Regions from separate parts of the Mus musculus genome. Here regions 2, 3, 4 and 5 are each linked to region 1. The links are chromatin contacts, called in public Hi-C and promoter capture Hi-C maps. All regions are on one chromosome and are shown on one strand. The core of a region is the stretch at or near the end of the contact, and the rest is flanking DNA. Distances in the headings are between cores, read along the strand shown.

Region 1 (5,570 bases), core at 1,364-3,863:
AAAAACAGCAACAAGAGGAAAAATAAGACCTGTATCAGCCACACTCTCTAAAGGAAAGAGCCTGAGATTTCTGTTGGGAATGCTGGTCAAACAAAGAAAAGCTCTTTTCTTTAGAGTCACTAAGCTGGTTGAATATCTGCCTGAGGATAAATCTGTCTCCTTTAATAAAAGAAAAGCAAGAACCAGGAAATACAGAAATAGATTTGGGGGTGGGGGGAGTGTTATGTAAATACTTAAATTTATCAACACTAAAGCTTTTTAGAACAAGTGTTTAAAAACTCAAGTTTCACATGTTTTGGTCTTTTCTCATTTCCGACTTAGAGTTATAACAATAAACAATTATTCACAGATCTATAGATCTAGTAAGTATACATTAAGTAAGATTTAAGGATTTAGGAATTTAAAAACTTAAAACAAAGAATGTTTAAAAGAGTAAACAGTATATTTTATTGGTAGAAAATAGACCATGGAATACCTGGGTATAATCCTAACCCTGCAAATATGTAATGTAAATTTGGCCAAGTAATCTTTGGGCATCTAAGAATATGATACTATGAGAGAGTGTCAGAACAAAGGCTCTAATCTAGAATCCTGTGAAAAAAATTGTTACTTTGTTAATTTGATTATATACAATCTATTCTTCATGAGTTAATTCTCCTATGTTTAGTGTCTACTATTTAGTAGGTTCTGCATTAGGTACTGAAAAGGCAAGGATGAATAAGACTTTACCCCAAACATCATAATTTAGCAGTCTAGCAGGGAAGGAAAATAGTTGAACAAATAGAGCATTTCCTTTGTGATACATAAAAAAAAGAGTGAAAAATAGCTCAGAAAGCGACCGTGCCCGTGCAGAAAGTGTGGTAAATTGCTTGGAAGTAGCTTGCCAAGTCAACAGAAAGAAGAGGATAATTCTGAAGAAGAACTTAAAGGGCTTTAACAACTCAGTACTGATGGAACACAAAATAAGCCGCGATGCCAATGCAGTAAGGTTAGTGCCACTAAGATTATAGTGATCCGTATGCTGGGCTGAACAGGATGGACTTCACACTGTCTCAAAAGGGCAGAACTTCAATCCCTTTTTAATGTACTAATTTTTAGGTCGAATTCAAATATTCATTTAGTAGTAAAGCTTTTAAGTAACAGAGAAGCAATTTATTGAATTACATAATTATGCCATTTAAATAGTGTCAGGGGGCTGGAGGATGGCTCAGCATTAAGAGTACTTGCTTCTCTTAAGAAGAAATAAATAGAGTTCTCAGCACTCATCTAAGGTGAGGCTCACAACTCTAACTCCAGCCCCAGGGAAGCCCACACCCTCTTCTGGGCCTCTTAAGGCCTGTACTCCTGTGCACACGCTCAGATACAGACGCATAAATAAATAAATAAATAATCTAAACAAAAGAAAACAATCTCAACTATCTGGCAGTGTTTAGAAGATTGCAACTAGCACCTCATAACTATCTGGCGAATAAATTATGATAGTCTATCTGAACAGGATAAGCATGGCTCTTAAAAATGTATATTCCTAGACTGGCAGAAGTATAAAAGCTTTGCCGTGTCTCAGGAGGACATAACTTCCAATTCTCAAAAATAAGACATTCGTCCTAATGATGCTATCTTTCTTCTTACATTGTTATCAACGATTTTTTTCTTTCCCACTTCTTTTCTACTTGAATCTTTTGTTTATTCAAACTTACATACCCAAGCCATAACATAGTATAGCACCTTTCCCAGTGTTGTCCAAGTTTGTTGTTGTTGTTTAAGCACCACAATATGTGTCAGCTTTAAATTCCTAGCGTCTTCTCATGTTCTACTTCTTAAATACTGTCTCACAGCTGTTTCAATCGAAAACATTAGACTATCATTATCCTGCTCACTGTCGCCACCTTAAGCCACATCTTCAGCATGAAACCTAACCTACACTAGCAATGTCTTGCTCCCTATCAACTCCCACAAACCTCATAACAATAAGGGAGCATATAATTTTTAATAATACTTAAGTTCAGATGAATTCGGTGTGAAGAGTCTTGTTTCTTCTATTAAGAAGGGTCCAAGCAACACCCGGCATTGCAGACCACAGGTCACACATCAAACTAATACTTTCTGTTACCTGTCTATTCCTATGGAAGATGAAGAACGATGGATGGATAACTGGGAGGAGGGACTACTGGGGACGGAGACTTCACTTCCCATTGGGATGCTATTACCAAATAAACTAAAAGACAGTTTGGTCCTTCCAGGAGGAAAGGCAAGACGGACTTCCAAGGCTTGCTAAGGAATTCTCCAGCGCGAAGACACAGAAAGAAATCACCGTAAAGGAAGAGTCTCTCGCTCTTTTGGAACTCACCTGTCAACAGCGGTGTGGACGGCGCCATCTTGTCCCGGAAAGAGAAACCCACGCGCTGGGGTGAGAGTTCAAGAAAGGCCGAACCCGGCCTCTACACGTCTCCCCAAGCGCAAAGTCTGCGAGTCGGTGTTTCCGGCGCCGCCAGCCTCGGGGCCAATCCACGTCTGGTTCCCGAGCGCGCACGCGCAGCTCTGGCTCCTCGTTTTCCGGAGCGGGGAAGAGCCTGGCTGCGGTGGCGGCCGGCGCTCGCCCTCCCTCTCCGGAGCGGGCGGAGTCCACACTTCCGCGGGGCGGGGTCTGCCCAGTGCTGACGTTGGCAGCCGAACCCGAACTAGTTCGAGGTTGCCGGTTGCACTGTCCGGTGGTTGGACTCTTGCCTCTCGGCCCTGCGGCCCGCTCTCCCCGGCACGCCGCCCCAAAGGCTGCTCAGACCGCCGCGATCGGCGGCTGCCGGTGTTCCAGCGCTCCGCGTCCCGGCCCAGTGGCTGTAGACGGCGTAGGCACCGCGATCAGAGCCGAGCCTCCCTCCCGGTGGCCCGGGACCGGCGAGCGAGCGAGTCCGAGAGGTTCTTGGGGCAGGTGGCGCTGCGAAAATGGTCGCCAAGCAGAGGATCCGTATGGCCAACGAGAAGCACAGCAAGAACATAACTCAGCGCGGCAACGTCGCTAAGACCTCGGTAAGGGAAAGTGGGCACCCCGCTCCATGTCGTGGCCGGGAGCCGAGGCCCGCGCCCCGCGCCCGGCCGGGGCCGCGGCGAGTTCTCCCCAGACCCGCCTGACTCCGGACTCCCGCTGCGGTGGAATCTGGGGTGGGGGGAGAGATCTGTGAGTCGGCCGGCCGGCCACCTGGCCTGGGGTGCAGGCCTTGGGAGCCCGGGATCCGAGAGTGCTTTCTCTGCATTTGAAACCGGGTTTTTTCTTTTTGCAGAGAAATGCCCCCGAAGAAAAGGCGTCGGTAGGACCCTGGTTATTGGCCCTCTTCATTTTTGTTGTCTGTGGCTCTGGTAAGTGTTTGGGGGGCTCTCGCGGTTTGGAATGACGTGGATGAGTGGCGAGTCCTACCTACCCGCGTGGTTCTCAACCCACCTGCTAAGAGAATTGTTTCTAGTGAACTGGATAACTTGTACCACAGAGGGTGGTGCCCCAGAAATTTCTCTTACCTTGATTTATGCTCATTGAAGATCAAAAAGAGAGAGAGAGAGAAATTAGATCTTCCTAATGATCCCTTAGAAGAAATTAAGCACCAAATATCTCTGATTTGCATTGTAACTTTATTATCGATAGTGTTGCAAAAAACTTAGCGAACATCGTGAACATCTGGATACTAGAACAGGACTGAACGATACCAGTACCTAAGGTCTCTATGTCAAAAACTAAGTATATAAAGTAAGGGTAGTACAAAGAATTGATTTTCTGTAGAGGAAACATACCTGCTGGGATATTTAATGTATGAGACAAGTGTTTTCAGGTAAGATTAGTTATTAAGACAGCCTGGTTTTAAGATGATAGACTCTTGCCCCTGCGGATGGATGTATTACAGACTGTCCTCCTGCTCTGCCTGCTGCTTTAATAGACAAGCTGCTGTTATTGAGACAGATGCTTTTATTTGCCGCATTCTACAGTTCCTGAGATTTTCATTTAACATTTCACTTTGCCTTTTTTCTAAACTTAACAACCGGAAGCTTTCTTGATATGTGGCCAAGAGCCAACCAGTTTATGTAACACAAAAAGATTATTGAATTTCAGCTGTGTGAGAATGAAGAAATGTGCATGTGTTAGGAAACCAGGCCTTTAAGGATATGTTGGAAATAAATTAATAGTAGGAAAAACGTGTTTGTTTTGGTGCTTTCAAGTTATTGCTAAAATAATTTCACATCTGGAATATCTCTTGTACATCTTATAGGTAAAAGTCAAGGAGCTGCAATTAAGGAAATAATTTGAGTTCGATGTGAAGCTCAGCTGCAGCGTATTTACCTATCATGCATCAGGCCCTCCCCGGGTCCCATCCCCAGTACCACGAGATAATAATCACTTCAAGGCATTGAATTGTTTAATTATGATAAACCTGCTTCACTTTTTTATTAGCGTAAAGTTAGATTAGCATTTGTAACTGACTGTACGATCACGCTGGAGTCTGCAGCTGCTGTAAATAGATGACTTTTAGTTGAGAGGCCTGTTTTCTTCAACTTGTTTTAATATTTGCTCTTTCTCTTCACAGCAATTTTCCAGATTATTCAAAGTATCAGGATGGGCATGTGAAGTGACTGACCTTGAGATCTTTCCATTCTCCTGTGAATTTTAACTTGAACTCATTCCTGATGTTCGATGCCCTAGTTAAAAACCATTGAGTAAATCGGCCTGCCTCAGAATGACTTTTCATATCCGCCTTCATGTGTCATTCCAAGGTGTCTTCAAGAGTCATTCCAGGTTTGCTAGTCCATGCCACAGTGCCTTGCAAAAGCACCACATGAATAAAGCAATAAAATTTGATTATTAAGTTCCAGTAGTAGACCATACTTATTCAGTACAGAATGAGTTTTATATGGTTATTAAAACATGACTAATTAGATTAAATCTGTGTAGACAGGGTATAGATTTTGTTAACCCTAATGTGTAAATGCAATTAGCTTAAATTTTGGAATCTTATGGTTTTCTATAGCTATGCCCTTTTTACTCTTGAATTGGAAAGCACACTCCATTATAGGGACATGTAACTGTCCTATAATAAGGTGCTTTTAAATGGTCACCTACACGGCTTAGTTTTACCACAATCATTGTCACCTAAAACTTTTTAAAAGCTTCTAGGGCATATTGTAAGTAAAGATGCTTACAGCTGCATCTGTTTCTAATGATAATGTTTCTGTTACACAGCCTTGAATTTTGCATGAGTAAGTATAGTCACCTAGGGTCCCATTCGAGCCTGGATTGAACATTTTCTAACTTAATCAAAGTGATTGCAGTTCCACTAAAAGCTATCATGGTGAAATGAAATTAGAGATGGTTTGCTGATGTCATACTGATCAGAATTATCAAAGGGTTTACTGTGTAGATACGGAGAAAGACAAGAACTAAATGCCTTGTCGAAACATGTGGAGTCCCGTGTGCCATATGATATCTTAGCATGTTAATTGCACTTTTAATACCAAAAAGGCACATCAACTAAAGTTTTGATTGAAATGCCCTTAGGGTTCTAGGTCTATCGATCTAAATGAGCATTTGGAAT
Region 2 (5,570 bases), core at 1,195-3,694, 7.4 Mb before region 1:
AACCAAGAATGTTTTGTTTTTCAAGACAGGGTTTCTCTGTGTAGCTCTGGCTGTCCTGGAACTTGTTCTGTAGAACAGGCACTACCCTCAAACTTAGAGACCCACCTGCCTCTGCCTCCCAAGTGCCAGGACTAAAGGTGTGTACCACCTTTACAGGTAGGAACCAGTAATGTTAAAGACAGGGTTGTTCCTTCAAACAAGGGTATATAACCTTCTATCCACCCAGAAGGCCGAGAGCAGATGTGACTAATAGCCTGGTGACCTTTTCTGCTGTGTGGCCAAGACCACATCAGATCTTTCTCCAGACCCGTATCATGAGCATGTCATTTACAGAATTGATCATTATGGAAGGTGTCTCATGTAGTGAATCTACAGAACCCATCTTTATGGAAGATGTCACGTGTACTTTACAAAGAGTTTTGATGGAGTCACACCTTAAACTTTATTGTCCACATGGAATTGAGTTAATTATCACCAAAAAAGTTTTCACTAAATTGTGCCGACCCTAATATATGCATAGAATTGCACATTGGTGGTGCAGCTATCCAAATCATTTCTGCTCCTTACCCATATTCCTGTAAGTAACCCTAATAAAACTCATTGGTTCACCAAGTTTGCACTCTGATGGTATCCATACTTTGGTCTGTGGTAGGTTCCCTATCTGAGGTGAGTAGTGTCTCACTAGGAAAAGTTTTGTCCCGACATACCTGTCCCCTGGACTTGTGTCTCCTATGCTGTCACAGAAAGTTTGGATATGAAATGCCTGCCACATACAGACCCTGTGAAGAGCTTGTCCTTAGTTAGTAGCACTGAGAGGTGATTTAATCACAAAGGCAAATACCTCATAAATGGGTTAATCCGACGATGAGGTCACAGCTGGACAAGCAATTAGGAGTTGGCAACCTACTTGAGGAGGGAGATCCCTGGATATATTCCCCTTTCTCTTTGTTGGTGGCAAGGGATTTGTTTTTACCAAGGTCTCACACCATAAAGTTCTGCCTACACAGTCCTACAGGTATAGGGCCACATGGCTGTAGCCTGAAACCTCAGAGACCATAAACCAAAATTAAACCTCATTGTGGACTTTCTAGGTAATCTGTCAGTGACAAAAAGCTATCACAATCATAAAATTTTTGTTTTTGAGGCTTTAGTTGAGTACTGGGATTAAAGGCTTGTGCCACCACTTCCTGCTCTATATAGCTTTTGTTTGGAAGAGGTTTTGTTTCATTTTGAAGATATTATATAGCTCTTACTGGCTTGGAATCAGTCTGACCCTCTAATCAGAGATCCACCTGTCTTTGTCTCCAGAGTGCCCGTCCCAACACACTTTGTAAAAATGAGCTGTGAAAATACCTTGCTTTGGTGACTAAGATGTATCCAAATTTTCAGTGCGCTCTATAGGTCCAAGGTTAAGACACTTTTCAAGAAAGTAAGCTTTAACAAAATAACAATTCCAACCCTTTGTACTGAGTCAGGAGATTTTTCTTTCTCCCTAAAGGCCATCTCAGAGGATTAAGCTGGAATAAAAAGATCATGGGAGGCCAGAGGCAGAAGGATCAATTGTTTCACGGTCGACCTCAGCTTTTGGGACTTTTAGTATGGATGGAAAAAGACCACAGCTCTCAGCCAGGCGGTGGTGGCGCACGCCTTTAATCCCAGCACTCGGGAGACAAAGACAGGCGGATTTCTGAGTTCAGGGCCAGCCTGGTCTACAAAGTGAGTTTCAGGACAGCCAGAACTATACAGAGAAACTGTCTCGAAAAAAACAAAAAAACCACAGCTCTCATCTTAAAGGGAATAAATGATGGGTTATCCTGGAGCCATTTTGATTGACCATGGTCCCGGAACACAGATTTAGGTTATTCCAAACTCCATGTAAGATGAGAGCTGTGTTTTTCTCTTCATTGACACAGGGATAGTTACTTTCTCTCCACTCTGACAAAAACCATCTCTTTAAGACGAGACTCCCCAGCGCAATGAAATCGCCCGTGTACTGTCCTCGCCATAAACCTATTTTTGGAACTAGGGATTTTCCAGATTACTGTAAACCCGGCGAAGTGAGGTCAGGGCTAGGCATGCCTTTCTAGGCTACACCCCGACACCCACGCGCGCTCGGAGCTTTCCGGAAACCCCAGGCGCTCAAACTGGGAAGCTGCCCGGTTCAGAGTCACTTTGTTACACTCCGGTGTCGCCGACCGCCGGACTGTCACCAACGCGCAGACCGTGCAGGGGTATCGGGGCCGACTCACCAGGCCAGAGTCCGGGTTATCCGGTGACTAAAGCCATTACCACCCCTGAGCCGCCAGCACCCTGCCCCGCCCTGCCCATCCGGACCCCTCCGCCCGGTGTCACCGACCGAAGCGCGGAGGAACTCGTTGGCGCGCGCGGGGAGTGGAGTGGGGTGGGGTAGGGCGTGTCGGCGTGGTGACGTCAGGGCGGAAGCGCACGCTGCGTGCGGCGGCCTGGAAGCCGGCGGTCACGGGAAGATCCGTCGCGCCGAGGACGCTGGTTAGTCTCGCTTTGGGTTCCGGCTGCGTCGGGCGTGCGTGGAGCTCGCTGGAACTATGGCGTCCGGGCCTCACCCGACCTCGACCGCTGCCGCCGCCGCCGCCGCTGCCGCCTCCGCCTCGTCCGCCGCCCCGAGCGCGGGCGGCTCCAGCTCCGGCACGACCACCACGACGACGACCACGACCGGAGGGATCCTGATCGGCGACCGCCTGTATTCGGAGGTGTCGCTCACCATCGACCACTCGCTGATCCCGGAGGAGCGGCTCTCGCCTACCCCGTCCATGCAGGACGGCCTGGACCTGCCCAGCGAGACGGATCTGCGCATCTTGGGCTGCGAGCTCATCCAGGCCGCCGGCATCCTCCTCCGGCTGCCGCAGGTGAGAACCCCGGCTGGTTGCGGGCCTCTCCGCCGCGGCCAGGTTTCTCCGGAGCCTGCGCCGGGCGGCGGCGGCGGCGGGAGCTCGGGCGGGCGAGGGTGGGGATGCGGGGGCGGGCGGCGCCGCGCGGCCCGGGCGGGGGAAGGGAAGCGAGCGGCCGCACAAAATGGCGGCGGCGCCTGGTGCGGGCCCGCCTGACCCCGGCGCTTCCGTTCTCCTCTCTCGTCTGCAGGTGGCGATGGCTACAGGGCAGGTGCTGTTCCATCGGTTCTTCTACTCCAAGTCGTTCGTCAAACACAGTTTCGAGGTAAGCGCGGCGGAGGCGGACAAGAAGGGATTTCTTCATCCGGAAGCGGGGAGGAAGGGGGTAGGAACCAGCTTTTCCAGAAAGGGAGTGGTTAGCTTAGGCCTTTGTACCTCGTTCCCACCCAGAAGGAAATGGGGCCCGTAGAGCAATGTTTCAAGAACTAGAAAATGGATCCCCAGTTCACGTGCTCTGTTAACCAAGAACTACGTTTTCAAGCCATTGCACAATTCTAGCAAGAGGTAGCTTGATTCTGACCCAAAATTAAGAGCAGTTGAGCAATAAAACGTAAGAGCTGGTCTAAAAATGTCAGCTTCGATTTTATTTCGCTAAAAAGCCCGTTGTATCCTAAAGAGGGTTCTTTGCCGGTCCTTGGTGACCCACATCCTTGGGCAGGCAGATGTACATACAGATGGAGTTCCTGGAAGCCAGGACTACACAGAGAAGCCCTATCTAAAAACAAAACAAAATAAGGGTTGTTAGACTTTGTTAAACTGTTTCTAGTTTAACTTCACTTGGATTTTTACCTGGGTTCTTTCAGATTGTTGCTATGGCCTGTATTAATCTTGCGTCAAAAATCGAAGAAGCGCCAAGAAGAATAAGAGATGTGATTAATGTATTCCACCACCTCCGCCAGTTAAGAGGAAAAAGGTAAGATTGGCCTGTTGAACATAGTATCTCTTGCTGTACTGTGCACCAATCATCCAGTCAAAACATCTTCTCCCCTCCCTCAAGTCAGTGTGGATGCAAAAGAAAGCGGACATTAGGTGCTGAAATTCACGTAGGAACATTGAAACTTTTAAAATCCCCTCCATTAACCAGCTATCTGAAGTTTGTAGAGACAGTTGCATTGTGGACAATTCTAGAGTGCTGTGAAGCCAGTCCCTTGGCTTAAGATTAAACAAGAAAGGGAGTACGGTTGGCTCAAGTGGGAGTGTATTCTGTAAGTTGTGTTTCCCCTCCCCTCTCTGGAAAACTGAAGGCTGGACATGTAAGCCCTGTAGTTCAAGTTAATGTTGTGGCAAAGTTCCGTGTAGGTCGTTTTTCTGCTTGGAGTCCCAGTTTCTTCATCAATTGAGGTTGGCTTTTGTTAGAGTACTTCTCAACATTGAACTACGATATATCGCATAATGCCGCATCTGAAAGGACTGGAGGATGATAAAGTTTGAAGTCAAAGGGATTGAACAGGTATTCTGTTTTGGTCAGATGTAGTCTCAGTGAGTTCCTTAGAAAAATAACTCATTGAGTTGCTTCAGATAGGGCTCTTTATTCGATCTTGTAAGAAAATAGAGTCTGAAACAGTATCTTTTAGGTGTAGTGATACCCTGGTAACTTTATGTGGGCCTATAAGGCAGTACCAAAGCTTGTTGCAGTACTCCAGGCTCTACAGGTGATTCTAGGACAGGCTGATGGATATTTGTGGTGTAGATTAGTTTCTAAGGAACTGTGAGCTTGGAAGGAATTTAGCTATGACAAGATAACCTGTTTTGGGAGTTGGGTGTTGCTTAGTCCTAATGCGTATTGAACATAGGTAGTCTTTATTGTGGAAGCTATAAGTTGGTGGTAGTGGAAGTTTGAAATGAGTAACACAGTCAATTTTTATAGCATTTTTTTCTCTATACTATTCAGCCCCATCTTTTCTAACTATGTGCCCAGATACAATTTCTTCTGTTTGAAAACATTTTTAGTTCTTTGTGAAGAAAGTTGAGAAATGGGGGAGTTTCAAATTAGTGTTTAGTATGTTCTGAGCTTATACTTGTATTTTAGATTACATGGCTGATTTTTTTTTTCAGGGTGTTTTTACAAAACACTGAAATACAGAATTCTTATTTTTAGTGAATAAAGGAACATTTTCTAGTAGTATATGAGTTGTTGAGCCAACTATAATCACATGATCGTTTGGTGTTTTTCTGTGGGACTTCTTCCTTCCTAGGTGTCAGAATAGGATCATCTTTTTATAAAACTTCAAAATTTAAAATAATTCAATCTGACTGGCTTGTATTGGATATAAACTTCATTTTTGATCATCATTAAAGAGAAATTGATTTTGTTTCAATGTTTCAAATTTGATTATAGCATGAAATTCTTAAAGAAGTTAATTGCATGGAAGCCCCCCTTTTAAAAGCAGGATATAAGTGTTTCTATGCATATTACAAGTTTACTCAGACATGTAACTTGTATATGTTATTAACTTCAACTCTTTTTTCCCTTGCAACCGACTATACAGCGACCAGCTACATTTACCAAAGCCTGGGTGATGTGGAGTGGTACATAGAGATGAAGCTGTCGTCATGGCAACAGTGAGTGAAGTATCGAAATCCCCAAGGAGAAGCCAGTGTTCTGAGAATAGGTCACTGGAATCGGGGACTAACAGGTTGGCC
Region 3 (5,570 bases), core at 1,040-3,539, 7.3 Mb after region 1:
TAAATCCAAGGGGTTTCAATTAACTTTTAAAGAAATGCATTAGACATCGGTCAGAAGCCTCACACTGCCAACTCTTTGACTCCATTACCACAGCTGTCCTTGCTCTGAACTACATAACCCACCTGTGCACACAGATGTGCCTAATGACAAATCCGGCTTCTGAAGGAGTTGGAGGGGGCTGGTACCAGCCAACCTTTCCACCACCAAACCTAACAATGTTCCTCCTTGAGACGAGCAACAGGAAAATGGTGTTACTGGGATGCTATCCATCCCAACAGTTATTCCACAACCCACCAAGGTTCTATAGACCCTGAGGTGGGGGCACGACCCTGGACTTTCAAAAGTCTTGCCTTCCTTCCTACCTTTTTGAGACAGCTGTCTCTGTATAGCCCTGGCTGTCCTGGAACTCACTCTGTAGACCAGGCTGGCCTCGAACTCAGAAATCTGCCTGCCTCTGCCTCCCAAGTGCTGGGATTAAAGACGTGGGCCACCACTGCCCTGCGATAACTCGTTAAAGAAAGCCTCATGAAACTTGGCGCCACGTGCTAGCCTTTAATCCCAGCATCCGGTAGGCTGAGGCGGGTGGATCTCTATAAATTCGAACCCAGCCTGGTCTACATAGACAAGGTCTAGGACAGCCATGGCCATGTCTTGGGGGGAAAAAAAGGCAACAAAAGACAACCACAGGGAACCTATACGTTCTAATGTACACTCTGTCCTTAAATTCAACCAATACTCTCTCAAAATGTACTCTAGTAAAATAAGGATGGTTACTGCATCCGAATGTTAGACGGCAATAACCTAATTTGAGGTAACAACCAAATTACACTTTCTAGAAAAGTACTATGGAATAATTGCTGGTTCTGAAGGAGCGCCTACATTAAGTAATTGCTAGATTTGAGGGAGAAACTACTCATTTAAAAGCCATACTTGATTTATATGTAGTTTGTGACCGTCGCAATCTGCTTTTAGGCAGAAAGGAGACACTTAAAAAACACAAGATGATGTACAGAACTGACTTCATGAAAGGTTGATTTACCAGGGATTTAAGACGAAGTGGAAGACTCCCCCCCTTCCAAAACATAAATAAATTAATGAGCGTAACGAGTTAACATGTGCTATTACTACCAGGGCTTTGAGAAGATTCAGAGCCTGTAGGCCCTGCAAACCCAAGATCATGCCATTTTTAGATATTTTTTCCCCTTCATGAGGATGTCCACAAGCCGTCTGCAACCAAAGCGTTACCGCCCTGCATCGGGGGGTGGGGGTGAGGGGTAAAGCAAAACGTTAGCGACTGGGGTCACTGTGGCCACCGGGGATTCAGGGGGATCAGACACGAACGCGGAAAGCGAGGCCCCCTGAGCGGCGTTCCCTCCCTCCCGACGCGACGCCGGGGTGAACGCAGGGGACCAGCCCGCGGCGCCCATTCATTCCGCGCTCCCGCTCACCTGTTCGGGGACGCGACCTCGCGGCGCCCGAGGCCGCCGCCGCCTGCAGTTGCGGGGACTTGGGCCGAGATCCGAGCACCGGCGGGGCGAGCGTTCGGCGCGGGCCGGGCACGAGTGTGCGGCGCAGGCCGGGGGCGTCCCTGAGCAGCAGGGCCGAGCAGAGCCGCCGCGGGCTCTGATACATGCCGGGCGCCGCCGCGCTGACGAGCCGGGCCGAGCTGGGCGGGCGACGGTGGGGTGGGGGTGGCGCGGGACCGCTGCGCTGCGGGGTGTTCCTTCCTCCTCGTCCCTCGGCGCCGACCGGGCGAGCTGTGCCGGGAGGCAGACGCGGCGGCGGCAGCAGCGGCGGCTCACTGAGGCGAGGGAGCTAGCGCCGGGGAGCAACCGGCGAGCGGCGGCGGAGCGGGCGCTACCACGCGGTGGCTGCAGAGGGGGGGATCCGCGCGCACGACCAGGGCGCAGTCAGACCCGGACAGCTCCGGCCGAGAATGGACCGTCTGGATCAGTGACAGCGACTGTAGATCTCCCACGGGGCGGAGGCTGGGGGCTGGCTGACACCGCGGGGATTCGTTAGAGAGGCGTTCCGGGAGCCTCTGTCCCCTCCCGCCGGCTGCAATGGGAGCGTCCACAGGCTGGGAATCCCGGGTTGGTGCCAGCGCTGAGTGTGTGCGAGCGCGTGTCTGGGAGAACGTCCTCCCCGAGCTGTGGGCTCCACGCTCCGCGGTGCTGAAGGAGATTAGGCACCAGGACGCGCTGGCTACTTGTGTGGCGGCTGCGACAAGCATCCGCCCCTCAGGCACGAGAGGCGGAAACGGACTGCAGGGCGTTGAGCGTCAGTCCTGCCAGAAGGTCTGGTGGAATTGGCCTTGGAGCTAGCTGGGCCCTGATTGGAGGGCTGGAAGTCACACCTGGGAGACAGCACTGTAGTTATGGAAAATGAAGGCTAAGGGAATTGGGGAGGGGGGGGGGAAACAAAACAAAACAACCCCCCCCAACCCAAAACAACTGCTTGGGATGGGCCAGACGTAATTTGGACTGTTACCGAATTTAAAGCATTATCCATCCAATAAACCACTGAAAAAGCCAAATTGAAAGTGGAAAGCAGGTGCGGCGGTGAGGGCGACCGCCTTTAATCTCAGCACTGGGGCAGGGGCCCGGATCTTCAACATGGTCTGGAGAGATCCGGCCGGCCAGAGCTACACAGTGAAGCTCTGTCTCAAAATAAAAACAAAGAAACAGAAAAACACCAAACAAACAAAACCCTCAAAACAACAACAAGAATACAAACGAACAAAACTGAAAAAAGGAGATGTACTTAATATGCCCACATGGGGTAGAAGGACGAAGAGTTAACCTCTCTCTGGGATCCCAAAATGAGATTAAAGTTCAAATAGAAGGCCAGGGGTATGCACATCTCAGCAGTCCGGGTCAAAGCGATCTGACTAGATAGAACTGTGTGAATTCCCGCTTCCTGAAAGAATTCCCCCTCAAGCAAAGGCCTTTTCCTTTTCCCAGCAGGAGTTTCCTGAAGGAAATTCCCATTTCTTGGGGGGTCCATTGTTTCAATAGTCTGAGAGTCAGATGCACACACCCACATTCTCTTGAGAAAACCCTTATTTTTGTCAGCTCTGTTGCAGGGATGCTAGGATATGGTCAGAGCTGTGTTTTAATCGGATGCCATATGTTCCAGGAAAATGCTGGAGATGTTGCTCAGTGGTGGAGCACTTACACAGCACTTGAGAGGCCCAAGACTCACATTCTCACCTAAGGGGGTATGGAGAGGGAAGGGGTGGGGGGAGGCGGAGAGGGAAGCAGGAGAGAATGAGTTGAAGAAATACCTCAGGTAGGTTGTGTAAGGAGTGACTAACCCTAACCGGGAATGGAAAAGAAACTTTGAATGAGTATCGTCACCAAGGATTCAAAATGCTTTCCAGACCTGGCCTAAAACATCTAACACCCACAGGATACGGATGAATCAGCTGACAAGCCGATGACAGCATCGGGGCCAGGAACTCCTTAGCTGGTCATTATTAGCGTCTGAGGCTCAGTTTTCTTATCTGTACAGCAATCAATCGCCCATGAGTCATTAGGCAAGGCAAAGGGTCATAAGAAGGTAGCAAGTGCTTTGCAGATAGAACAAAATACAGCAGTTGGTTTACAGTTTAGGTAATGGATCTATGGATGCTGACTCCCTCCCTCCCCCAACCCCCACCACACACCACATTTTCTCCCCCCCCTTCCCTTTCTTACTCCTGTAAGCAGTTTGTCAGTAGCCAAGAAAGCACAGCAGAGGGAGCAGAGAGGGTCAACCAGAACTTGTAATGAATGAGACAGCCTTAAGGAAATTAGATACTCCATGAGCGAATTAATTAACAAGTTTAAAAGTAGTTTGAGGGCTGGAGAGATGGCTCAGTGGTTAAGAGCACCGACTGCTCTTCCGAAGGTCCTGAGTTCAAATCCCAGCAACCACATGGTGGCTCACAACCATCCGTAATGAGATCTGATGCCCTTTACTGGTGTGTCTGAAGACAGCTACAGTGTACTTAGATATAATAATAAATAAATCTTTAAAAAAAGTAGCTTGAGTGGAAGTTTCCTGGGTAGATAAAGCTGTTCCCCACCCAAGCCATAGGCTATTAGAGCGCCCAGTGCCAGCTATGGGCTACTGTACATATAGTAGCTCCTGAAGCCATTAAAACACTACAGGCAATTGCCACTGCTATTGGCTGCCTACCAGAAATAAATGATAAGACCCTGAAGTGTCGACATATGTGTTAGTCACAGAACATGGAGGGATCCAGCTGGAACCGGACTGGAAGGTTCCTCCCAGTTAGCGCACACAAGGTATTCTATAGGCTGCTGGAGCAGGGGCGAGTGGGGGTGGGGTGGGGAGTGGGGAGCTTTGTCACCAACAGCCTTTGCTGTGGACCCTATGTGCAACATCAACTGACCAGACAACAACCTCTTGGTACAACGTGTCAGGACTGTTACAGGGGTAGCCAACCGTTTTCTGATTGGCATCGAGGCCTGCCCGATAGGAGGGAATTCATTTCTGCTATTGTGAACCTGTTCCAAAGCCTGAAGTAGAGTCCAGTAGGTAAGCTACTTCCATTGTTTTGATAAGTGGACATGATGTGCCTTTCTAATTACCTTCTAAATAGCAATGTTCCTGCCCGTTACTGCTGCCGTCAGCTTTGCTGAGAGGAGGTTCTTTTTGCAGTAGTCAGCGGGTGACTGCAGAGACTCATAACTAATCAAAAGTACAGAGGTTAAGTGACTCTTGAGTGCCCAGTCATAAACAGGACAGCTGTCGCATGTCCTCCAACATTCAGGGGACATTAGCAGATGGATAGAGAGCAAAGAGTAGCCAGGCGTGGTGGCACACGCCTTTGATCCCGGCACTTTGGAGGCATAGAAATCTGCGAGTTTGAGGCCACCTGGCTTACAGAGCAAGCTCCAGGACAGCCAGGGCTACACAGAGAAACCCTGTCTCAAAAAAGGGGGAGGCAGGGGGGGGGTGAGGGGAGAGGGCATGTGGAACTCTCCTTGAATGACATAGTTGTTCGACTTTGGCAACTCACAGATTATTTGCAGAAGATAGGGCCAGTCAACACTCAAGGGGCTTTGGAGGTCCTAGTCCTCATTTAGGACAGAGAGGCAGTTAGGTGTTGATGGGGGTAGGGAGTGACATTTTCTTCAGAATCCTGGCGAGGCACTCACCTGTGCTCTGGCAACAAAGCAACTGTTGCTACTGTAAACAACCCTACTGAGGCTCAGTGGAACCCACAAAGGCACACAAACACGGCAGGAGAAGGAGCAGTTATTAGGAGGCAAGAGACAACAGAGAAAGAGTGGATATGATGGGATACATCATGTACATATATGAAAATATTACCATGTCATGAAGAAGCCATTGTATCAGCAACCTCGAGAGTGAAGAGACTAAGCTGAGCGGCAACTGTGTACTGATGTGTCGGTCCCGTGGTTGTCGTTGTTCATAGTCACATATTGGGAAGGATGCTCTGAAGTTGAGTACTGTTGAAGCATGAACAAGACCCCGAGCATCACACACAAAAATATGCATAGTGAGAGCAGAGGTTCCTGGAAAGAACCTCAGTTTAC
Region 4 (5,570 bases), core at 2,180-4,679, 7.0 Mb before region 1:
CTGGTATCCAAAATGTACTGGATTGTAAAACTATTGTCTTGGAAAGCTCCTGGTACATAATCCATAACTTTATCTACGCAGTCAGGACTTGTAGGAACATCACCTGAAACAGGATGCAAAAGGTCAGTTTGGAAGTGTCCTGTTGTAGAATCTGCCACTGTCCCACTGATGGTTTCTGGTGGAAAACTGTGGTCTTGGATTGGAACCCCCTGTTCTGGAGCATCTGTAGAAGGATGCGCTTCTGGTAATTGGCCCTCAACATTTGTCCCATCAGGAATCAGGACAGGCATACTGTTTTCTGCTGGTGGACACGATGGGTTGATTTCCAGGGGTTTTTTCACTATATGTTCATGTAAGCTGCTCTCATCTCTGTTTTGGTCTCTAGCTCTAAAAACTCCATCAAGTGAGCCAGATTCTAGCAAAGTATTTAATATTGGCCTCAAGGATCTCAGGGTTCCAGTTCCCAATCTTTTTTGTTCCTGTTTTTTCTTAAAACACGTTTTCAATGGAGAGATCTTCTCAGAAATTCTCATTTGGCATGAAAAGTCATCAGAAGGAGAAGGAGGCTGTACTACACAGTCTGGCTCAGGTTCAGTGGTTTCCACTTCCATGATGTGATTAACTCCCAACTGTGCCTCAGTATCTACAAATCCTACCAGGAAAGGAAGAAAGATGATCATTTAAAAACTGACAACTGAACCCATTCATTCATTAAAACATTTTGCGTTAGTCTATGGTTAACTATCTGCAATCACTGCTTGCATTATAGTTAGCTCTTACAGGTCAATTTTCTTTTTTTAAACTGAGAAATGAAGATTCAAAAGCTATGCAAAAATCTGCATAATAGTAGATAATAGTAGATGAGAATGTATTTTTCAATACTTATGTATTGACTTAATAATTGATAAACACACACACAGAGGAGGGGGAGACAGAGCAAGTGCTGTGTGATTCTACTGGGGTATGACTTTATTTTGTAAGATAGAAATAACTGTCTTTTTCTAGAAGATGAAGCAGGGAAACCACATCTCTTGCTTAGCTTTGTGGTTCCCTTTACAGTTGTTTATGATCTGTCCCATGAGTTTGCAAAAAACAAAATTCACTGGGAGGAAAGTTCATCAAAAGGATAAACTTAAAAGGTTAAAAAGTGAAAGAACTAGTGTGTGTGTGTATGTGTGTAAGGATAGACACAGAAGCTTTCAAGTGAATTGTGATACAAGAGAAAGCCAGAAGCCTGCTAATGTTTTTACATTCTGAAAGTTCTAGTATTTAATTATTGAATGTTAAAGATTTCTAAATTTTTAAAAAATTCCTGAAGGAATATCAGGATATGCCTAACTTCAACAACCACTGTACCGTGCCTTAGAAACTTAATACAGCACGATTATACAAAGGGTCCTTGTCTTTAGAAAAGTTACACTTATCCACTTTAAAAAAAAAAAACAAATGAAAGTATATTATAACCAAAAAAATACAAATATTAAAAAACACCAAATTTCAGAATCTGAATTTTTTTTCCTTTCAAGAACCAGATCCTTTAAAATGACTGAGATTTCCAGGTATTTACTGAGATTGTTCCAGATGAGAAGGGACAGTGATGAGCAATTAATGGTCTTTTTTCTTGTCCAATAGACTGAAAGAACTCCTTGATGTAAGAACCTATGATTTAATCAAGCATGCATTAGGAGTCCAGTATAGTACCTAGCACTGTTCACCACTGAGGATGTCTGTATTTTGTGGCTGAATTACTTTAGAAAAGGCACACATTAGATGCTTTGTTCTTGGTTGAAGGTCAAAACCCAAAATGGTAAGACTTCGTGCTTTAAAAAACGAATATAAAGATCTAGGAGGGATTTATAAGTCTATGTATACAAAAGTGCTGAATAATCAAAACTCAGAAAAACACAAGGCATGGAACAAAGTGCTAGTCTAAGTACAAAAGAGATTTATTTATTTTAAATAAATAAATATTTGAGTTCAGTATGAGCTGGCATTGTTAGAGAAAGCCTCACGAAGGAGGGATCTGACATGAGACATAAATAACTGGAAAGCAGCCAAGCCAGGCGTTATTATTCATCATTCGGTGCTCTTGCCTCAAGGCTCAGTTGGCACAGATTGTGGTATTCCCTCTCCGTATCTAACCCGCCTGTGCCTTCCCCTACGCACGCACACTATCCCCTCCTATCACACCAATCCAGGCAAAATACTAAAGCGATTTTATTTATACTTCTGCACACGCACATGCACGCACGCACGCACGCACACACACACTCGCACGCACACAACTTTTCCTCTTACTGCCCCTCCACCAAACTCGGAAACTCAACTAGGAAGCAGAGGAGTGGAGTGCGGAAGCCACCAGTTCCTCAATTAGTTTGCATAACAGAAAAATAAAAAGATTGGAAGGTCGTTTCCTCCGGTCGCCCGCAGCGGGCAACCCAATCGCGCCACCCTTCACCTCGTGACGCCCCGGTCGTCTGGCACCACGAGCTGGTCACACCTTCCATGGAAACCGCCGGCTCCAAACAGCCAAGGAGTGAGACGCCCGGGTCCGAGCGACGCCTCCTGCCGGCCGCGCTCCGCGCAGCCACGACCTCCCGCCGCGCCCGTTCCACCGGGCTCCGCACTTCGCCGAGAGGGTGAGCATCCCCGCCCTCACCTTGTCCTCAGGGACCCGGGCGCCCCCTCACTCCCGGCCCACCTTCCTCAGGACCCGACCTCCCCGCCTCCCCGAAGCCACTCAAGGCGAGTCCACAATGAATTCCCCCCCACCCCGGCCCTGCCTCCTTCCCGAGGACCGGCTGGCGAGTCCCGGAGCTTGCAGGGCCGAGCCGCAGCGGACACTCCGGGTGGCGGGGAAAAGGAAGGGGAACCGGTGCGGCACTCAAAGTTAACTCGAACACAGCCTGCAAACTTCTGGGCTGCAGCCCGGAACGCGCGCCGGCCGGAACGCTCCCGCAGCGCCGAGCCCTCCCGCAGGGGCTGCCCCGGCTGCAACCCCCCGAGAGGAGTCGCGGGCGGCCCCGCAAGCCCTGCGGCGCCAGTCCATCTATCCACCTGCCCAGCTCCCGGCGCTGAACCCGATCCCACCCCGCCACCGACGGACGCGAGCGCATTCAGCTCTCCCGGGCAGTCTAGGGATCCGCCGCTGTCCCGACGGGGACTCGGGGCGGCGAGGCTGGCGCCCGCCATCCCGCTGGGGGTCCCTCCGCCGCTCGCTGCCCACCCCCCAGCCCCTTTTACCTCAGGCAAGCCGCCCTTCGAACGCAGCCCAGGCGCGGCGTGGAGGGCCGCCTCTGCGCCAGCGGTCCGAGCCGAGGACGAGGGCCGGTGTCTAGGGGTCGTGGGCGGCCGACGCGGCGAGCGGCGCGCGGGCCATTCCGCGGACCTGAGCGCTGAAAGCCGCAACTGCTCTCGAGGCTCCAGCTCGCTCGCCTGTCAGCTCCAGCTCTGCTTTAAGTGGCTTCCGGTCTCCTCCCCCGGGCCGGCTCGTCTTCGGGGAGGGAGGAGCTTCGGGGCCGAGAGGGGGTGGGGTGGGGTGAGGGGGCCGGGCGATCAGTGAGTGCCGGGAAGCTGGGGCCCCGCCTCCCGTGCGCGTGCTCCGGACGGAGGGGCGCGCGGCGGCTCGGCGCTCCGGGGAGGAGGAGGAGGAGGGAGGGGAGTGTCCGCTCGCGAGCGGCCGAGGGTCCCCGAGGCTCTGACGGTTCGCGAGGCCGGGGAGGCTACCTCCCACCCCCCGTGAGCCTGCGAGGAGAGGAGGCGCGCGCCGCGTGGGGCGGACTCCACCTGCCTGCGGACAGATGCAGGGTCACCGTGTTCCGCGGACACCCGGGCACGCGATGTGAGAGAGGCTGTGAGACGGAACGGCCGGTTTCGGTGCGGTTGCCTTTGTTTATCTGCCTCCTTTCAAGACGCCTCCAGATCCCGAGGGGGAAGCGAGTGGCCGCCTCCGCCGCTGCCTCCAGACGGGGTCGCCGGCCCCGCGCCGTACGGGCGGGAAGGCTGAGCCCGCCCCGCCGCCTGTTCCCGGACAGCCTCCGCTAGGGGAAGCCAATGTTAGGGTTTTGACAATAGAGATGCCTATGCGCGTGTTTTGCAGCCCACGGATCACGTAGTGACTAATTCATTTAACAAGTCAGAGCGCCTCTTCCGCGCCGAGCGTGTACTAGGTTTAGAACTACGACCTTCATCACCCAGACCCCACGCCCTGCACTCATAGAGACTTAGGGAACCGAGAGTTAACCTCAAAAATATACATGAAACTGGCATCTGGATTGTAACTTCATGTATTCAATAGCTTTTTGTTGTTGTTGTTTTTTTAGTTGGAAATAAACATTAAATTTGTATAATCCGAATTTAAGAAAAAAAATTAAAAGATCGTACTTATTCAAAAAAAAAAAAAAGGGGATCCTGGAAAAACAGGCTAAGCAGAGGCTGTGGTTCCCAAGTTTTATGGCACTGCTAACCCAGATTAATGATCACCCAGCAGTGTTGTTTCAAATTGCATCAAGTAAAGGCCCTCAGACTAAAGTGGAAAGGTTGGGACAGAATTCAAAGACTAGTATATAAGCAAAATTAAACTATTTTTAAAAAACTATAATAAGATTGCAGTATTTCCAACGTTTTAAAACTGTCCCAACTTTACCTACTAACTTAATGATTACCAAAAATATTTGCAAAAACAATGTTTTAAGTAAATTTATGGTTTTATGTTGGGTTGCATCCAAACTTAATCCTGGGACACACACATGCAGCCCTCATGTCTCCGGTTGAACATACTATATTTGGGGTTAAATCTATCATTTTACTACGTATTTTTTTCTCTCATCTATTTTGTTTGTTCAATTTGCTTTCGTGCTACTTTTAAAATTCCATTCTCTTCCAACAATTTTTTTATACATTCTTTATACTTTCAGTACTGTTTCAGTTACTGCTATGTACAAATCACCCCCAAATATAGCTATTTAAAACCATAACTGATTTGTTCATGATCCCGGGCTCTTTGCTCAGGAATTCCACCAGGACAGAGTGCCAGTAGCTCATCTGTACAGCTTGAAGGCTGGGCCTGCCTAGTCTAACTGAAATCTCTTAGGACACAAGGTCGAAGCTAGTGTCTCAGCACAAATGAGCTGACAATGATGTAGAAAATGCAAAGATGGAATCTAAGAATGCTGGAGAAGCCAGGTGGTGGTGGTGCACGCCTTTAATCCCAGCCCTTGGGAGGCAGAGGCAGGAGGATTTCTGAGTTCCAGGCCAGCCTGGTCTACAGAGTGAGTCCCAGGACAGCCAGGGCTACACAGAGAAACCCTGTCTTGGAAAAAAAAGAAGGCTTGTTGGTCTGTTTTCTTGTGTGTGGCTTCTCTACCTGGCTGATATGGGCTTCCTCATAAAATGATAATCTGGATTACAAAATGGGGGCATTCCAAAAAAACAAGGCTCAATAAGCAAGCAGTATAATTGATTACTAATATGTCACTGACCCAAGCAAGTCACATGACCAAGTTGAGCATCTAAGTGAGAAGGGTTTTTTGTTTTTTTTTTTTTTTTTTTTTTTTAGTTTTTCGAGACAG
Region 5 (5,570 bases), core at 2,072-4,571, 5.5 Mb before region 1:
ACCTAGAACACTAACTTTTATTCTTAATTTTAAACTTTCAAACTTGCCTGCTAAGTATAAATTTCTAACACCTCTAGAAAGTAATTTAGCAAAACCTAGAGGTGTTATTTATTTTTTACAGCCAATTTAACATAACCTAGAGTCACGGGGGGAGGAGGAGTTGAGAGGGTCTGGGAAAGAAAACCTTAACTACCTATATCTGTTTGAGCTGGGGGGGGGGGCATTTTCTGAGGGCTAAATTCTACAGAATGGCCTGGCCCAAAGAAAGACTATCATAACTAGGCAAAGAGTCCTGGGATATTAAAGAAAGCTAGCCAATTGTAAGTTTGGAAAGAAGCAAGAAAGCCAGCCTGCAAAGCATCATTTCGCACATGTTAAGTCTTGACTTTCCTCAATGATAAACTGTGTCCAAGTGTGTAAACCAAACCAACCCCTTTCCTTACCAAGTTGCCTGTGGTCAAAATGCCTTATTATAGAAAATAAGGGAACTAGGACAAAAGGGCTAAGAGATATGTATTGGACAATAATGCAAAAGTAGAAGAGTGGGAATGAATGAAACAAAATTTCCCATGTCCCAAAAGCAACTGAAGTTGGATGATAAATCCAGTGCACTATTTTGGTCTGGGCTCTTATCATGGTTTCTGCAAGACCTGGGACTGGGGAGAGGATCCAGAGAAGGGACTAGAAGGGAGGAAGAGAAATGGGAGAAACACAGAAGAAGATGTAGGTCAGTTAGACTGCCTGCCTGCAAAGTAAGAAGCCCTTTAGTGGTCTTGTTTCAATTTTGCCACCATTATGAGAAAATCAAGAGCTTACTAGCATCAGATGAGACAACATAAAATGGGGCTAGACAATGACAGGTGGCGCACAAATTTCTGAACAAAGAAAAATAATACAGTTTTAAGTTCTTTACTCCTGTGCCTTTTAATTATCATTCTCATGGCTATAGCTAACTGTTAAGTCATAGTAACATAATCATTATATAGTGTAGTGGTATAGTACTTTACAGCCCAGGTCCACCGGCCCAGGGCTGGCACCTCCTACAAGGTAACCCATCCTATCCACGTTTAAAAAAGAAAAAAGAAAAAAATGACCTACAGACTTGCCTACCGTCCACCTGGGAGGCATTTTCTTAACTGCTTTCTATTTATCTTTCCAAATAACAAAAAGCCAAACAGAACACTCATTTATATAAAATATTGGTACAGAATTTCTAAAAGTTTTAAAAACAAGGGCTGGGTTAATGGCTCTGGGGTTATGAGCACTGCACTGCCTGCTCTTCCTGAGGATCCAGGTTCAATTCTTTGAACCCACATGGCAGCTCACAACTGTCTGTAATTCCAGTCCCAAGGGATCTTATGTCATTTTCTGGCCTCCATGACCACACGGGCACGAACATGTGGTACACAGACACACTTGCAAGAATAACACCATAAATGTACGTGTGTGTGTGTGTGTGTGTGTGTGTGTGTGTGTGGAGGAGGCTAGCCTTACACTGATGTATGTCTTCTCACTGACGGTGCTGGAATAGCATCTGTGATGGTTAATCCTAATAGGCCAGCTTAAGAATTACTTTATTACTTTTATTAAGTTTTTTTGCATTTTATTTTTAAATTCCTTATAACAGTGTTGTGCCTATATGTTTGTCTGCACCATTTGCATGCAGTGTCTACAGGGACCAAGTGAGGATGTTGGATCATCTGAGCTGGAATTACAGACAGCTGTGAGTTGGCCACTCTACCACATGACCTTGACATAAAATTTAGCTATTCACCTTAAACTCAAATAAATCACAATGATCAAAAATATCATCTTAAGAAAATATTGAGCCGGGCAGTGGTGGCACACGCCTTTAATCCCAGCACTTGGGAGGCAGTGGCAGGCGGTTTTCTGAGTTCGGGGTCAGCCTGGTCTACAGAGTGAGTTCCAGGACAGCCAGGGCTACACAAAGAAACCCTGTATCGGAAAAAAAAAAGCAAAATAATAATTAAAAAATGTTGAAAAAATACTGAAATAATTTTGTGAAAATATTCTTCTAGATCGCAGTAGGTTCTATAAAACCGCAGCGAACTCATCCACCATAAAGATGAGTTCCAGTGAGTTGTAAGATTAAAAATTAAAGACAAATGTACAAAACTGTAAGGTGAGACTTATTCTTCAGACCATGACAGGTGCCTAGGTTTGAAAATATAGGAGCTACCTAATAATGTTTATTCATTTGTTCAACACAGGTTTTTGAATGATTCCTACATATTAAGCAGCCATTCGCGAGTTTGTGACACTTAAGCTCCATGTTTGCAAGGGCAGAAATTATTCCTGGCTCTAGAACAGCTATCCAAAAGTTTGGAGTTTCATACACCCGAAGAGAAATTTAACCAGATTGCTAAAGCTAGGTCACAAGCATGCACAAGCGTGATGTACACCTTGCTAAAGTAAATTATATTCCAACACCGCAGTTTCTCGATGACAAAACTGACTTTGTGAAGGTCAGAAAGCTCTCCAGGTCAAAGACGATTAGGTCGGAAGGGAAAGGGGACCAATTCAGACCAGGCAATTAAGAACGATGTCTAAGGCTGGGAGTTGGAAGCCACAAACGGGCATCAACGGCCCAACGCTCTCGCGTCTTGGCTAACGCAGTTAACTTTTTCCAGCACCCGTGGAGAACCTGGCTCCCAAGAAAAGGCCCCAAAGGCGGGAAAATGTCCCCGAAAACTAGCACGTAATACACGAGACAGAGTGCGCAGGAGCAGAACCTTTAACTCTACCCCTCCGAGGATGGCGGGAGAAGAGGGTGAGAAGCACACCTGGGCCCAGGAACAGAAGCTGTGGTCAATAGAGTCAGAAAGGCCTGCACTAGGCTGGAAAGAATACAGGCCCGCCTGGCCGGACCGCCGCAGGCGAGGCCCCGACCCTGCCCTGCGGTTGAAGGGCCCCGAAGTCCCCAAGAATCGCGGCCCACAGCCAGGTCGCCTCTCCGCTGGAACTCGATGCTTCACTAGCAAAGCCAACAAAGCGCCTCGGATGCAATAAAGCCGCGCCGCAGGCCGGGCTGACACATGTAGAGCGCCACTGACCCGGCCGAGGGAGACGGACGGACCCCCAGGTCTCGCTCACGCTGCCGGAGGGCGGCAGAGACGCCAATCACAGACTGACCTTGGAATCTCCGTTGCACAGGGCCATCGGGGACCAACGCCGCGGGTGCAGACTGCTGGCAAGGCCTGGACGCCAGAGGCTCAACACCGGGACCGGCAGAAGCGTGAAGAACAAGAGCAGCCCGGAACCTAACAGCGGCCTCAGAACACAGAAGCGCGCGCAGGCCCTGCCTCCAGCTTCCGCCCGACCTCCTCTAACCGGCCCCGCCTCTTAGAGGCGGGACCATGCAAGCCCCGCCCTCGTCGTCACCCCGGGAAGATAACACCAAACCTACCAGAAAGGAAAGCATCAGCCATGCCCCCAGTCTGGGCAATAGAACTGGATGTGATAGCTGACAATAATTAAGTAGTGGCTACATACCACCTCAAACTTCAAGTTTTTATAAACTGCAAGATACATTTAAGTAATGGATTCACCGTGTCACAAATAGTGGCTCAATTTTTCTGGTTTTTTTTTGTTTTATTTTGGTTTTGTTGTTTTTCTAAATAAGGTCACTCAGCAGACCAGGCTAGCCTCAAAGTTACATCCAGCTGCCTCTGACTCCTAAGTGCTAAAATTAAAGGTGTGTGCCATCACCTCTGTTTTTTAACAATAAGCTGTAGATTCCTCAGAGAGCCTACCTTGTTGAAGAAATTATATTTATTTGATTGCCTGTTTAGTTTTTGTTTGTCTGTTTCTTTTTTCTTTTGTAAGAATGTATGGTAGCCAGTCACCACCTTTGATCCCAGCAATCTGGAGGCTGAGGCAGGCACATCTTAGTTCCAGGCCAGATTTTTTTTTCTTTTTTTTTTTTTTTTGGTTTTTCAAGACAGGGTTTCTCTGTATAGCCCTGGCTGTCCTAGAACTCACTTTGTAGACCAGGCTGGCCTCGAACTCAGAAATCCGCCTGCCTCTGCCTCCCGAGTGCTGGGATTAAAGGCGTGCGCCACCACGCCCGGCTCAGATTTTTAAAAATAAGGAAAGAAAGTAATTAAAAGAAAAATGTTCAGAGGCTCTTGATCTCTCTCTCTCTCTCTCTCACTCTGGTGCCAGAACAGCCAGGGCTATACAGAGAAACCCTGTCTCAAAAAAAAAAAAAAAAAAAAAAAAAGAAGAAGAAGAAAAGAAAGAAAGAAAGAAAGAAAGAAAGGGAAAAGGGAAAAGGGAAAAGGGAAAAGGGAAAAGGGAAAGGGAAAGGGAAAGGGAAAGGAAAGGAAAGGAAAGGAAAGGAAAGGAAAAAAGAAAACCCAACATCCTCCCATGGCCTCAGTGCCTATAAACACATGTACACATAACCCCCCCCCCCCCAACACACACACAATGAAATAAGAACTTTTGCAAGCAACAGCAAAAAAGAATGGCTGATGTGAAGGAAGAAGCCAGGTGTCATTGGTGTCCTAACACTTGCTAGTGCATCCCTGTGAGTTGGAGGCCAGCCTAGGACACATAGAAAAAGACAGGAAAGGAGAACTGCTGTGGATGATAAAGGACACAGATAGGATTTATGATAAACTATCAAGTAATAAAAGCTGGAAATGTTAAAGAATCATTTTCAGCTATCATAACAATAGTAAATTAGGACATGAAATATTAGTAGATGCTAAAATTAAAGAGTGGAAGATAAGAAGCAAGTTTTATTTATACTGTCACAGAGTATCTTCCCACATTATTACTTATGCAATGTAAAATAGCAAATTTTTCTGTCTTTGCTTGTTTTTGAGTAGAGTTTCACTGTTAACCCTTGATAGCTATGAACTAGACATGATCCAACTGCATGAGCCTCCCAAGTGTATATGCTACCACATCTTACAAAATTTAGCAACTTTAGAAGTGCCTCAAGTCAGCCTTTCTTGAGTGATCAATATGAATATCACAAATAGTACAGTAGGTCAGTGTCATGTCTCACTTGATGGTCTAAATAAAATGAGGAGAATGTTACTGTAGTTCTGCCTAAAATTCATAAAAGAAAGGAACATCAATTAAAGACACATTCCACAAAATAACTGGCCTATGATTATATCCAGTTATTTATTTCTTTATGAAAACAATACCTCTAAACCTGATCATTAAAGGAGACTTTTTTCTGCAATTAGGGCAGAGTTTATCCATCAAGAACATCTTTTCTCCGTGATAGTGTATTAGCTGAAGCAGTCTAAAGGCTGCCTCTACCAGGCCGAAGATAGAGTAGCCCAAAGGCTGGGACTTAGAATAATCTGTTCTAAAGGCTTTCTCATTCATACTTTTGACATGGCTTTGAGAATATCTTTTGAGGGCGGGAACACTTTGACCCTCAGAGCATCTTCAGCTCGCTGCAGCCTCTCCCTTACCTCTGTATCAGGTCTGAATTCCCAGGGAGAGTATTCTAGGTTGAAGCTTATAGCCTCTTCTAATTTTCTTTCCTGTTAACATACTAAGAATGGAATCTGGGGCTTTCATTC

Evidence for each region. Promoter capture Hi-C pulls out the DNA fragments that hold promoters and counts their contacts. Hi-C and Micro-C count contacts between places; a contact is called where the count stands out from the background. Capture Hi-C pulls out chosen DNA fragments and counts their contacts.
Region 2: a contact with region 1 is called in a promoter capture Hi-C map of pre-B cells. The contact joins the promoter of Ccnl1 here to the promoter of Eif2a in region 1. A contact is called at or near these places in 1 of 39 promoter capture datasets (pre-B cells) and 2 of 484 Hi-C or Micro-C datasets (CD4 T cells and embryonic stem cells).
Region 3: a contact with region 1 is called in a promoter capture Hi-C map of cranial neural crest. The contact joins the promoter of Noct here to the promoter of Eif2a in region 1.
Region 4: a Hi-C map of CD8 T cells shows a contact between it and region 1, with 5 times the contacts expected there. The contact joins the promoter of Tiparp here to the promoter of Eif2a in region 1. A contact is called at or near these places in 2 of 484 Hi-C or Micro-C datasets (CD4 T cells and CD8 T cells).
Region 5: a contact with region 1 is called in a promoter capture Hi-C map of pancreatic islet. The contact joins the promoter of Gmps here to the promoter of Eif2a in region 1. A contact is called at or near these places in 1 of 39 promoter capture datasets (pre-B cells) and 1 of 9 other capture datasets (pancreatic islet).

The regions. Positions count from the first base shown.
Region 1 is chr3:58,522,864-58,528,433 of GRCm38.p6, reverse strand. Eif2a (eukaryotic translation initiation factor 2A) reads right to left here and starts at 2,613. Exons shown (of 14, transcript NM_001005509.2): 1 at 2,348-2,613. The coding sequence starts at 2,375. Serp1 (stress-associated endoplasmic reticulum protein 1) reads left to right here and starts at 2,550. Exons shown (of 3, transcript NM_030685.3): 1 at 2,550-3,024; 2 at 3,276-3,351; 3 at 4,566-5,570. The coding sequence starts at 2,941. The coding sequence ends at 4,606.
Region 2 is chr3:65,955,123-65,960,692 of GRCm38.p6, reverse strand. It overlaps Ccnl1 (cyclin L1), which reads left to right and starts at 2,444. Exons shown (of 11, transcript NM_019937.4): 1 at 2,444-2,885; 2 at 3,118-3,192; 3 at 3,731-3,840. The coding sequence starts at 2,565.
Region 3 is chr3:51,221,166-51,226,735 of GRCm38.p6, reverse strand. Noct (nocturnin) reads right to left here and starts at 2,289. Exons shown (of 3, transcript NM_009834.2): 1 at 1,449-2,289. The coding sequence starts at 1,632.
Region 4 is chr3:65,526,306-65,531,875 of GRCm38.p6, reverse strand. It overlaps Tiparp (TCDD-inducible poly(ADP-ribose) polymerase), which reads right to left and starts at 3,429. Exons shown (of 6, transcript NM_178892.5): 1 at 3,244-3,429; 2 at 1-652. The coding sequence starts at 611. It overlaps 4931440P22Rik (RIKEN cDNA 4931440P22 gene), which reads left to right and starts at 2,462. Exons shown (of 2, transcript NR_027955.1): 1 at 2,462-2,639; 2 at 2,711-4,393.
Region 5 is chr3:63,973,894-63,979,463 of GRCm38.p6, reverse strand. It overlaps Gmps (guanine monophosphate synthetase), which reads right to left and starts at 3,321. Exons shown (of 16, transcript NM_001033300.2): 1 at 3,154-3,321. The coding sequence starts at 3,180.